2 separate regions of the Mus musculus genome follow, and region 1 is linked to region 2. A link is a contact called in public HiChIP or PLAC-seq data. All regions are on one chromosome and are shown on one strand. The core of a region is the stretch at or near the end of the contact, and the rest is flanking DNA. Distances in the headings are between cores, read along the strand shown. Region 1 holds the start of Bloc1s4 (biogenesis of lysosomal organelles complex-1, subunit 4, cappuccino). Region 2 overlaps 2210406O10Rik (RIKEN cDNA 2210406O10 gene).

Region 1 (5,870 bases), core at 1,992-4,491, 300 kb after region 2:
TGGTATTAACTTGGCAAGAGGCAGAAGACACAGTTTTCAAAGATCCAGAGTTGGAAGGGGGAGCCAAGAGGCCTGAAGGTGGCCTTGCTAAGCAGTTACAGGAGCACCTACATTCCTTGTTTTTACAGACAGGACCATACTCCCAGTCTACCCAGTTTGCAGCTCAGATTGGCTCCAAACTGGAGATGCTGCTGCCTATTCCTCCTGAACGCTGGGGTGACAGGGAGGGAAGACTCACATATGACTACAACTTTCATCTTTGAGGTCAACAAAGAACTTTCATCTAATGTCCGGTACTGTGGGAGCCAGCAACTGTCCACATTAAGGCCACAAATCTACTTAGAAACTCCAGAGGCACCCACTAACTGGGATGCCAGCTGCCAGGACGTTTTAGAAACAAGGTTCACATGTTATCATCTGGACCAGGACTTCTCCATGTATTCTCTGAAGGTTTTATGATTAGCTTTAAAATACTGAGACCCTCTCTAAGGCTTACCACCTTCTCCTCAGCCTTGCTTATGATTTTCTAAGTAAATATATAAATAACATAATCGATGTGTACTTCATAGCACTTTTATGTTGTTTTATTGTACAGATACTAAATCTAAGATTTAAAAGTTTCATAATTCTGCCTTAAGCGTGCTTAAAAACTTTTTGTACAGATATGTAAACAACTTTTTGTTGATGTTTTTCAAGACAAGGTTTCTCTGTGTATTCCTGGCTGTTCTGGAACTTGCTCTGTGGACCAGGCTGGCCTCAAACTCAGATCTGCCTACCTTTGCCTCCCGAGTCCTGGTATTAAAGGCGTGTTTCTACTGCCTGGAGTGAACAACCTTTTAAGAAAAGAGTTGTAGCTAACAGACACTGTGAGTGCTCACAAAACTGAAGTGGGCTAGCTGGGCAATGGTGGTGCATGCCTTTAACTCCAGCACTTGGGAGACAGACACAGGAAGGTCTCTGAGTTGGAGCCTAGCCTGGTCCAAGAGGACAGCTGGGACTACACAGAAAAACCCTGTCTTCAAAACCAAGTGGGAACAGACCATGCTCTTAACTGCTGAGCCATCTCTCTAAAACCTTACGAAAGCAATCTTTTTTTTGGTGTTTTTTGAGACAGGGTGCTACTCTTTAGCACAGGCTGTCCTGGAACTCTATTTTCACATTCATTGACTGTCATAAAAATATATTAATAATTTCTAGTAGCACCCACTAGATTCTGAACAGTAAATGTAGGTCACTTGTCCCCTCAGCTTTTAAACCTGTTTCTTGATGTGAACTACAAATCAAATGAAAAAAAATATGTCACCATACAACACAGAAGGCCCATGAAAAGCAAAAGGAGATAATACTATCACATTTATTTACTGAGGGTTGTAACCCTGGCTCTCCTAGAACTCACTATGTAGACCAGTCTGGCCTCAAACTAAGAGATCCACCTGCCTTTGCCTTCTGTGTACTGGGATTAAAGGCGTGCACCACCATACCTGGCTAAGTCATCTATTTACTGATATATGGTCTTCTTAACTACCCAGGCTGACCTGGAGCTTACTCTACAGCCCAGGTTATCCTGCTACTCTGATCTTCCTGCCTCCGACTCCTGAGTGCTGGGATTGCAAATGTGTGCTATCACATCTGGTTCCATTACCGACTTTACCCTGACAGACAGCAAGAGACTCAGCTGAGTACTACCTGGGAGAACCAACTTAGGAAATAGTAGTTTGTTGGTAAGGGACCCGTGTGCCCCAAAGTGAAAGAACAAAACCCTTCTGCTCAACGAGACTCGGGGGAAGAACCGCAGAACTGTGAGAAGAGCAGCGAGGTTGGCTCTTCACACAAACCTTCCAAAGAAGGAAGTTGCCTTTTCTTACCCCACTACTAAAAACATGAACGACAGGCTCATTTCCAAACAAACTATGGTAAATAATCTCCAGAAGGAAATCTCTGCCAAAGAAATTTAACATTTTAATTGATGTGCTATAAATAGAACACTGACAACCATACATTAATATTCTTGCTTTGATAAACTAAGCTTCCAGTCAAACTGTCAAATACAACTTCAGGACTCCCTGCAACAAAACGCCCAGTTTGCTATCTTAAGAAACTGTCTTCTTTCCTTTGGCTTACAGTCTACACCATAGAAAATTGAATATAATACAAAACAATTTACTATCTATCCCAGAAGGCTACAGAAAACTGAACCACTGTTAGGATTTAATAATACAGCTTTAATTTCTTGGGCACTTTTGATCATATAAATATATAAATCTTAACAAGGAAACACTGTTCACTGTAATAAAGGCCATAAAAATAACAGCTCTGCCGTATTGCACCGATAAATTAATTCAGTTGGCTTCCCCAGGTCCCCACCAAAGAGCTTTCGAATCCGAACTGGAAGACATAGAGACCTACACTCTTGGCATCGAATACTGACGATGTCAAGTCGTTTGCAGAAAATAAACTTTAACCTTTCACATCCCGGCATCACATACGCCAGTTCACAGGATTTCTTAACACTTGGGACAAGAGTCTCGCTGGAGTCCTCATGCGGTGGAGGCGCACACGCTCAGAGCTGCGGTCTGTCACCGCAGCCAGGGAAGTGGTCCTCGGTCCGAAACAGGACTGGCGGCTCGTACGCCGCGCGCTGGGGCCCGCTGGGCGCCGACCTGAAGAGAGCGGGGACGCTGATGGTATGCAGCAGCCTCCGGAAGGCCCGCGGGAAGGTCCCCAGCTCGGCTTCGGCCTTGGCGACCTGCTCCTCCATCCTGGCCACGCTGCTCCCGATCATCCGCACGAAGGCCTCCAGCTTGTCGATCCGGCCGTAGATGCGCCTCATCTCGGCCGCCTTAGCGTGGATCCGGGGCACGCCCTCGCCCACCACATGCGACGAGTCCCCGCGGATCATGTCCAGCATGCCCACGAACTCGTCCACCTTGGCCAGCAGCTCCTCCAGGCTGGCGTCCAGCGCCTCCACCTCTGGCCTCGGTCCCGCGCTGGGCAGCAGGCTGGAGGCGTAGCCCGAGGCGGCGCGGCGCAGCAGCGGCAGGTCGCGGCCCGGCGCGTCCTCGGGGCCGTCATCGTCCCACGGCCCGGACGCGCTGCTGTGGCTCTGCGAGACGTGGCCGCTGTCCCCGCTCCACGCGGCGCCCAACGGCTCGGCCTCCTCGGTAGAGACCTCTCGAGACAGGGTTCCGACGGCGGGTCCTTCCTCCATGGCCCGCTCGGCCGCTTCCGGTGCTGAGCGATTGCGTTACGGTCTGAGATGCCTGCTTCCGGCGCCTCCTAAAGACGTCACGCCCCTAACAAGTAGCCAAGCCTACTATCCACATGCCCAGAGAGCCCGCAGTGCTTCTGGCTGGCTTGTCGGTGCGTTCGTAGTGTGTGCCAGCAGAGTTTGCACAAGTTAGTAATCCAAAGAGGGTGACAGACGATTAGAGGATAGATAGAAAGATGGGTAGATGGCAGATAGATAATAGATGACAAATAGATTAGACCAGTGGCACAGGCCTTTGGTAGCAACACTCAGGAGTCAGAGGCAGACAAATCTCTTAAATTCAAGGCCAGCCTGGCCAGTTTCACGCCACCAAGGGTCCTGTAGTGAGGCTCTGTCTCAGACAGACAGACAGATCAATAGATAATGGAATGATAGGTAGATTGGTGGTAAATTGACAAATGATAGTGTCAGAGAAATACATTGAAGCAGAGCTGAGGCTGTCCATACCGTCACAGCAGGTTACCTCTGTTGCTCCACCTGCCCTGTAGCCAGCCAAGGCTAAATCTCCGTAGATGGAAGGATATTCCAAAGCCCTGTCTAGGAACTGGGGGACTCCAGGTGTTTGAGCTCAAGAATAATACAAAGAACTTCTCATTTTTATTATTAAAGGAAGCAAAATATGAGGTGACATTTATGATTAGTTTTAGCAAATACAAGTACAGAAAATATACCTGGTGTTATCATCTTTGGTCTTGTGAAAAGAGCCAAGAATATCCCTCCTATTTGTCTTTCCCACAGAGATAACGGGGACATGCCAGGGCATTTCCTGCACGTCCTTGCGTATCCTCTTATCACAGTTTATGTAATTCTTTCTAGAAGGCCACCTTGTGGGAAGAACATCCCACACAATGGCCTATCCGTAGTTCACAGTAAGTTCACAGCTCTCTTAGACTTGTTCCCACATCTATCCACTGTGTAGTACCCACCAGCACCCATGTGAGGCTCCAGCCTGCCTCTTTTCCCTTACCAGCGATAGCAAAATAAACTGTAAGCAAAAGCAAGAACAGTGGAACACAAAAGTCAACCTAACGAGTGGTCATCTCAGCCTCCTCACAAAAGAAGTACTCTCACCCAAGCATGGATTCCATCACAATGCTACCAGAAAAACAAACAAACAAACACAAAAACAAGGTAGGAATAAATTCTTAATATTCATAGAAACATCCAAGGTGGCGTCTCTGAGACCCATGCAGTCTGGCAGGTCCTTGGGAAACTTAGGGCCTTATTCTTCAACATTGTCAAGTGAAGACAGGCATAAAGTAGAGATGCCCTTGTCTTGATGGGATTTGTAGTGGGTATTTTGTCCAAATGGCCTGGACCCCATTGTCAGGAGACGTAAACCAGATCCCCAATAGGGAACAGTTAGGAAAAGTGTTGGCTGTTTACTATTGACATACTCATACACAGGCAGGTACCCACACGCATCCTGCAAAAGACTGGGTGGTTGGAGTTTTGTTAGGTGTTAAACACATCCTCTCTCTGGGTAGAGCTCACATGACCTCTTTTCCCACTGGGAATTAGGAATTAGAGAAGAAAAACAACTTTGAGCAACAAAATAGAGAAAGCTACAAGCTGCTTCAGTTCTCCATCATGTCAGTCCATCTGGGTCAGCTGACTGGAGTCTATCGCTGTGAACCTGAAACACATCGCGGGGAGAACTTGCCACGGAGACAAAGAATATCAGCCTTTCATAGCCCAGGATTAAAAAATAATAATAAAGAAAAAAATACTAACTGCTCTTAAAAATGCTACTTCCATTCCAGGGTTGGAGAGATGGCACTGGCTCCTGAGTTCAATTCCCAGAAACCACTTGGTGACTCACAACCATCAGTAATGGGATCTAATGCCCTCTTCTGGCATGCAAGTGTAACTGCAGATAGAGTACACTTTTTTTTTTTTTTTTTTTTTTTTTAAAGGCTGCTACTTCCTTAAGCCACTGTCCTTGAGTGGCATACTTGCCTTTTAGAAACACCTGGAAAGGCTTAGTAGCCTTTCCTTAGCGTCTTTCTGGTTTATTCTTGCCTATTTCTCTTTGCTACATTCACACTCTCCTCTGTTCTGCTGTGTGGTCTAGATTTTCTTCTATTTCCCAACACACCATGCTTAGGCAGGCACACCTCGGGTGACTGTCCTATTAGAACCAACATTTTTGTTCCATTGAGTGGTTTGATAATCTTCCTTATGGTGTCTGCATGGTGACCTTGATATGAAGATAGATCTCCAATGCATTTGGGTCTTCAAAGATAACTTCCATTAGAGGAAGTTGTTTCAGATATTCTCCGTGCTCTGCTATGTTTTGAAGGCTGTGTATTTTGCGTTCATCTGTGTAACCTGATCATCTTCTGGCACCTTTCAGCCTGTGAAGAAAATGATGAGGTCACACAGATGACAGCAAAATACATGGTAATGTTTCTCTATTCAAAATGGTAATGAAGCTTGGAGAGGGAGCAACAGTATCTTACTGTCATGAAGTCCTCACTGTCAGAGGGGCTTTAGACAAAAACATTATGGATGGTGGACAGAGATGGGGGAGAAAGTGGGGGAGACAGTATCAGGACCCAGGCAGTAAATCTGACAGGCATTCAAGGTCCAAACCGAGCAC
Region 2 (5,412 bases), core at 1,625-4,124:
GCAGGACAGTGCTTAGATGTTGTCGTTGTTGTTTTTCCTGTTGCTGTGACAAACACGATGACAGAAAGCAACCCAGGGGAAGGGGGCTTATTTCAGCTCACAGTTCAAGGTGCAGTCTACCATGGTATCTTGTACCATCAAGCTACAAATCAAGGCAGCAGGAGCTTGAAGCAGTTGCTCACACCACATCTGCAGTCAGGAAGCTGAGGTGATGTTGCTGCTGCTGCCCAGTTCCTTTTCTCCACACAGACAGTCCAGCCCCAGCCAGGGATGGTGCCGCCCACTATGGGAGGCTCTTCCCACCTCCATTACTGAAACCAAGAAACCCCCCACAGACATGCCCAGAGGCCTGTCTCCCCAGTGACCTAGAGACTATCAAGTTGACCACTAATGCTAACGCCAACCGTCACAACTTTACTCCTTGGCAGCTTGACTCCCAGACACACCACTTTTGAGCCATAAGCTTCCACCCTGCACATCTGCATGTACAGAACACACATGTATGTGATCTCATGCATGTGCATACACGTAAGTGCCTTCATACATATGCTTGCACAGAGCATGCATACAGACTTCTCCACTCATGTGTCCACAGAGCATATGCGTGCATGCCCTTGCACAGAAAACATACGTGCACTCTCATGCGCACAGGCATGCAGAGGGTGCCTGCACAGTCGGACCGCAAGGGGGTGGGCACCAGCTCACTTAGCACCAGGGCATTGCCTAAGGCTCAGAAGGTTAAGAGAGCCTTATCCAGTGCCCCAGAAGAAGCCCAGTTAAGGTGGCTCAGAGGAAGCCAAGAGGAGCACCATAGGAGGAGCCACAGAGGAAGGTGCTGTGTGGCTGGGAATACCTAGTCCTCACCTTGCCATCCAGCTCCCTTGGCTGCTCAGCCTTGCAGGGTCTGCAGGCCACACATGGTCCTGATCAACCCCCTCAAAGGCCTTGGGCTTCCAGTGCAGAGCAGCAGGAAAGGGTTGCGTGGGTTTTCCTTCGGCTGGCACCATGTTGGCAGAGTACCTAACAGCTCAATTCAGTGACAGCCCCAGGGAGGCCACATTGAGCCAAGGACACCTGACCTCCCCCAGGGACACAAAGCAGCACGGTACAAGGTTGCTCTTCCTGAGCCCTGAGAGGCCATACCCCGTGCCATGATCACCTCAAGGTGCACATTTGCCTTCTGGGAGGAATACAGACTGAGGGTCCAAAAGGGTCTCCTCTTTCTGGCTTAAGGGCATAGTGAACAGGACTTGTTGCACTGATTTCTCAAAACACAGTGTGTGAAGAGAGCTCCAAGAACAAAGGAAAATCAGGACTGTATTTTAAATGCTTTCTTGGCTGAAGTCTGCAGTAAGAGTGAAGGCAGGCAGGCTGCACCATTCACACCCGCTGGCTCCAAGCTGAGCCCCACTGTGCCCCGTTTATCACCTCAAGGCAAAGCATTTGTTTCCAGACAGGGCCAGACACCTGGCGAATAGGCCCAGAAAGACCGGTAAATCAGGCTGACTTGGAGGAACTGAAGGCAGGGGGTGCAGAAGGAGGCTGGACTCAACAGGGCATCGGGCTCTGCCAGGCCTCTGCCAGCTCGGCAATTATCCCAGTATGAGGGAATCAGCAAAGTGATGGGGGTGAGTGCTCCCAGCAAGGAAGCGGGGATGAGGGAGGACAGAAGGTAAAACAGTTCCGTCAGAGCCTGGGGCAGCCGCCCGCCGCCCAGGGGAAAGCAAGGAAATCCCAGTGTGCCCATGCCAGGAGGAAGCAGGGCACACAGGGGACATGGAGAAACTGGGGTGGGCAATCCTGGACTGTGGCTCAAAGGAGGTGACAGCAGAATTAGGGCCTGGATAGAAAGATGGCTAACAGCCAGGCAAAGGGAGCCTGGAGCAGGATCTCCAGAGCTAGGAAAGGAGTGGTCCAGGAGACTGGGTGCCCACGGAGGCCCAAGGCTGGGCAGAGGCTCTTTGGATCTTTGGTTACAATCTGACTACCAGAGACTCCCCAGCCTACACCAGCTCTTCCCTATGTAGAGGTTGGGGGAGGGGTTGGGTAGGTGGGGGAGGGGAGTTGGTTCTGACTCCAACTCCTGAGAGTTCCTGCCTAGCCTCCATAAGACAGAAAGCCTTCCTTCTTAAGACCCTCCCTGCCCATTCCCATCCTATTGCAGCCCCTTAAGGAGACACCTGTGGCTGTCTTTCAGTTGCCCTTTGAAGCTAGCTCATAGATTGTTGCAACTGACCTAGGCTCTTCCTCTCTGAGTACTCCCCAACACTGACGCAGCTCTATCCTAGCCCACCCCCTACCCTGACAGCTCTGCAAGCTGCAGTAGGATGGACCCTCTCAGTGTTCCAGGTGGAACTGCTGGGTTTGCTCACAGGGGATTAGATGGCTGCCTGGAGAAGCACAGGCTAACGCGCCCTTAGAAGACATAGGGTGGGAGCCAGAGAAACAGTCAGTAAAGTGCTTGCTGCACACACAGTGGGCCCTGAGTTTGATCCCCAGAACCAATGTGGGAAAAGCCAGGCATGGTGACACATGTGTGTGATCTCAGCACCCAAGAGGCAGCGACAGGAGGATCCCTGGGGCTTGCCGGCTAGCCAGCCAGGCTGAATTGGCAAGCTTTCAGGCCAGTGATGGACACACATGCAGTGAGAAGACACAGGGCTGCATCATCATGGTCTCAGATTTAACACCACCACAGAAACAAAAACATGGGCGGCAGCAGTAACAACAACAACAAAAGTGAAGGGCACAGGAGATTCATCAAACCCAAAGCTCCCTTTGCTTATCAAAGGACAAGCTCGGGAGCAGGAAGACAATGAGGAAACACTTTAAAGCACACATCTGCCAAGAGATCTTATCAGAATGCTTAAAGCAGTCCTGCAATGGAGGCATAAAGAGACAGCGACCTCGGCAGGTGTTCTACAGAGGCCTATGAAGAGATGCTGGGCTTGCTCGTTAGCCAGCAGAGAGCTACAGATCAAAACCAAAAGGATATAATGACATGAGTCCACAAGGCCAGGAGGAATAAGGATGTGGGGGTTGCTCTGGAAGTCAGTCTGCTCCTTTCTCCCGTAGAATTCCATGATGTGCAGCATGCCAGTTCTGGGTGCAAACCTATAGTGGTGAATCTCCCCCGTCAGTCTAACTGGATTCAAATTCACATAGGAGATGCCTCGGGGCCTGTCTGTGAGACTAGCACCACCGGCTGTAGTCACAGACTGAATAAACAGGAGAAAGCAAGCTATGCTCCAGCAAGCTCTGCTTCTTGACTGGGAAACACAATGTAACAAGCTGCCTCCGGCTGACAGAGGACACTGTGTAACCCCACTGCCTCCTGCCGCTGTGCTATCCCACCAGGATGAACTGCACCCTCAAACTGTGGGCCAAAACAACACCCTCCCTTAAGTTGCTTCTGTCCAGCATTTGTTGTAACAGTAAGAAAAGTAACTAATATAATATCTAAAAGAGATGAAAGCCAATGTCCACACAAAGGTGCACACACAAAGGTGCACACACAGATGTTCAGAGAGGCCAAAAGGTCGGGATGGCCCAATCTCCCATCAAATGTCAAGTGAACAAAATGTGATCTGGCCATACAGTGAGATAGCAAGGAATATTATTTAGCCACAGAAAGGAGTGACATTCTGAAATAGGACACAGCACAGGTGTACCTTTAAAATCCGATGTCAAGCAGAAGCAGCTATTTACAATAGGCCAGGGATTATAAGATCCCATTAACATGGAGTTCCCAGAGCAGGGAGAGAAAATAAGCTAGCATGCTGGGTGGGTATCTTAGTTAAAGCTTCTGTTGTCTTAAGAAAACACCATGACCAAAAAGCAAGTTTAAAAGAAAGGATTTACGTTGGCTTAGATTTTTCAAAACTTACTTTAATTACGGTTCTTAATTAAACCTCTCTTCTAGCCCACCACCCAGAGGTAGTGGGAAAAGAAGGTTAAAAGGAAAGGGGTCTGTAGACCTGCTTAGAAGTAGTCCTTTGGGGGCAATTCCAATCTTCCTTGTCAGGATATCAGCAGTTAAGTCCAATAGCAAACACCAAGCACAAATCAGTAGCAGTGGCTCCATCCAGCTGAAACCCCAAAGATTTGCCAAATCAGCACGAGTCAGCAGAATCAGCCCGAGTCAGCCGGAACACCACGAGAAGTTCTTCGTTGCCTTTCTCTCTATGAAGTGAAGACCAAAGAATATCAGCGGAGCACTGCACAGCTTAGCGACACCAGGGAGACTGTCTGTGGAGTTATATTTATATTCTGCTTAAACATCATGCCTTCTCTCAAGCGCCAGCTCCAGCAAAGCCTATGCCCTCCCTCGCATGTGTCTGCTTCAGCAAAACATCCTCTCGCAAGACAGCTTTCGGAAAAGCATCACGTGACACAACTGAGTTTCCAAAGGAACCAGAAATTTCCACTTCAGGTTTATTTGGCTTACAGTTCCACATTGATGTTCATCACAGAAGGAATCAGGACAGGAACTCAAGCGGGGTTGGAACCTGGAGGCAGGAGCTGAGGTGGAAGTCACGGAAGGGTGCTGCTTACTGGCTGGGCCCTCCTCTATTGAACACTAACTGAGAAAATGCCTTACAGCTGGATCTCATGGAGGCATTTTCTCAACCTTCATCTCGGAGGACTCTAGCTTGTGTTGAGTTGGCACACAAACCCAGCCAGAAGAGCGGGAGCAAAGTAGCCATCAGTGCGTAAGGACAATGTGTTAAGTGTTTACCTCTCATGATGGCTGTGCCTGACTGGGAGTACAGTAAAAGACCCCTGGGTTGGATGTGTATTTTTATCTTTACCTTGCCTTGAGTGGGCAGGCGTATGTAGGCTGTGCATGTGACAGTCAGAGGACAACTTGCAGGACTCTGAAAAAGGCCCAAGCTCAGAGAGGGTAGAGACCTGGGACACCTATGGTGGTCAGGAATGAACGGCGTGAGATTCTGACCCAGAGGCAAGACTGGACTTCACGGGGCTTTGGGAGTGTTGGGGGTGAAGACATTTTGCATGTGGGTCTGGTGGAGGGTGTGATGGAGGGCAGAGGTGGCTTGGTATAGGGTAAGTGATGACCATGCCTGGTGCCCACAGGGTGAAGAGGCATTAGAACAATCTCTGCCTTTATTGACCCTTTTCTCCCTAGATGTCACCCCTGCCCCAAATCCTCTTCACAAGGAGACCAAATCGCACCTGATGACTTCATCTTAACTGCATCCCCTCAGAAAAGTCCTTATCTCCTTGGGTCACTGTACTGGCTAGTTTTGTGTGTCAACTTGACACAGGCTGGAGTTATCACAGAGAAAGGAGCTTCAGTTGAGGAAATGCCTCCATGAGATCCAGCTGTAAGGCATTTTCTCAATTAGTGATCAAGGGGGAAAGGGCCCCTTGTGGGTGGGACCATCTCTG

The links. HiChIP or PLAC-seq counts read pairs in DNA pulled down with a chosen protein or histone mark.
Region 1: a contact with region 2 is called in an H3K27ac HiChIP or PLAC-seq map of T-cell acute lymphoblastic leukemia, with 6 times the contacts expected there. The contact joins the promoter of Bloc1s4 here to the enhancer-like site in region 2. A contact is called at or near these places in 20 of 39 promoter capture datasets (the 3T3-L1 cell line, the C10 cell line, the HPC-7 cell line and 13 more), 3 of 15 datasets of contacts at CTCF or cohesin (CD8 T cells, the G1E-ER4 cell line and embryonic stem cells), 42 of 484 Hi-C or Micro-C datasets (B cells, the BV-2 cell line, the C10 cell line and 26 more), 23 of 115 datasets of contacts at active chromatin or transcription factors (the 230-238 cell line, T-cell acute lymphoblastic leukemia, bone marrow-derived macrophages and 11 more) and 4 of 9 other capture datasets (adipose tissue, embryonic stem cells, liver and 1 more).

What each region holds. Positions count from the first base shown.
Region 1 is chr5:36,745,438-36,751,307 of GRCm38.p6, forward strand. Bloc1s4 (biogenesis of lysosomal organelles complex-1, subunit 4, cappuccino) reads right to left here and starts at 3,242. Exons shown (of 1, transcript NM_133724.3): 1 at 1,937-3,242. The coding sequence starts at 3,208. The coding sequence ends at 2,561.
Region 2 is chr5:36,443,742-36,449,153 of GRCm38.p6, forward strand. It overlaps 2210406O10Rik (RIKEN cDNA 2210406O10 gene), which reads right to left. Exons shown (of 3, transcript NR_126488.1): 3 at 3,870-4,182. Among named protein-coding and RNA genes, the nearest start is that of 2210406O10Rik, 18 kb to the right of the region's middle. Within about 2 kb of position 2,875, at least 27 of the 459 cell types and tissues checked have an H3K27ac peak or open chromatin away from gene starts, as enhancers often do. A contact at or near this core is called in T-cell acute lymphoblastic leukemia, where this site is marked.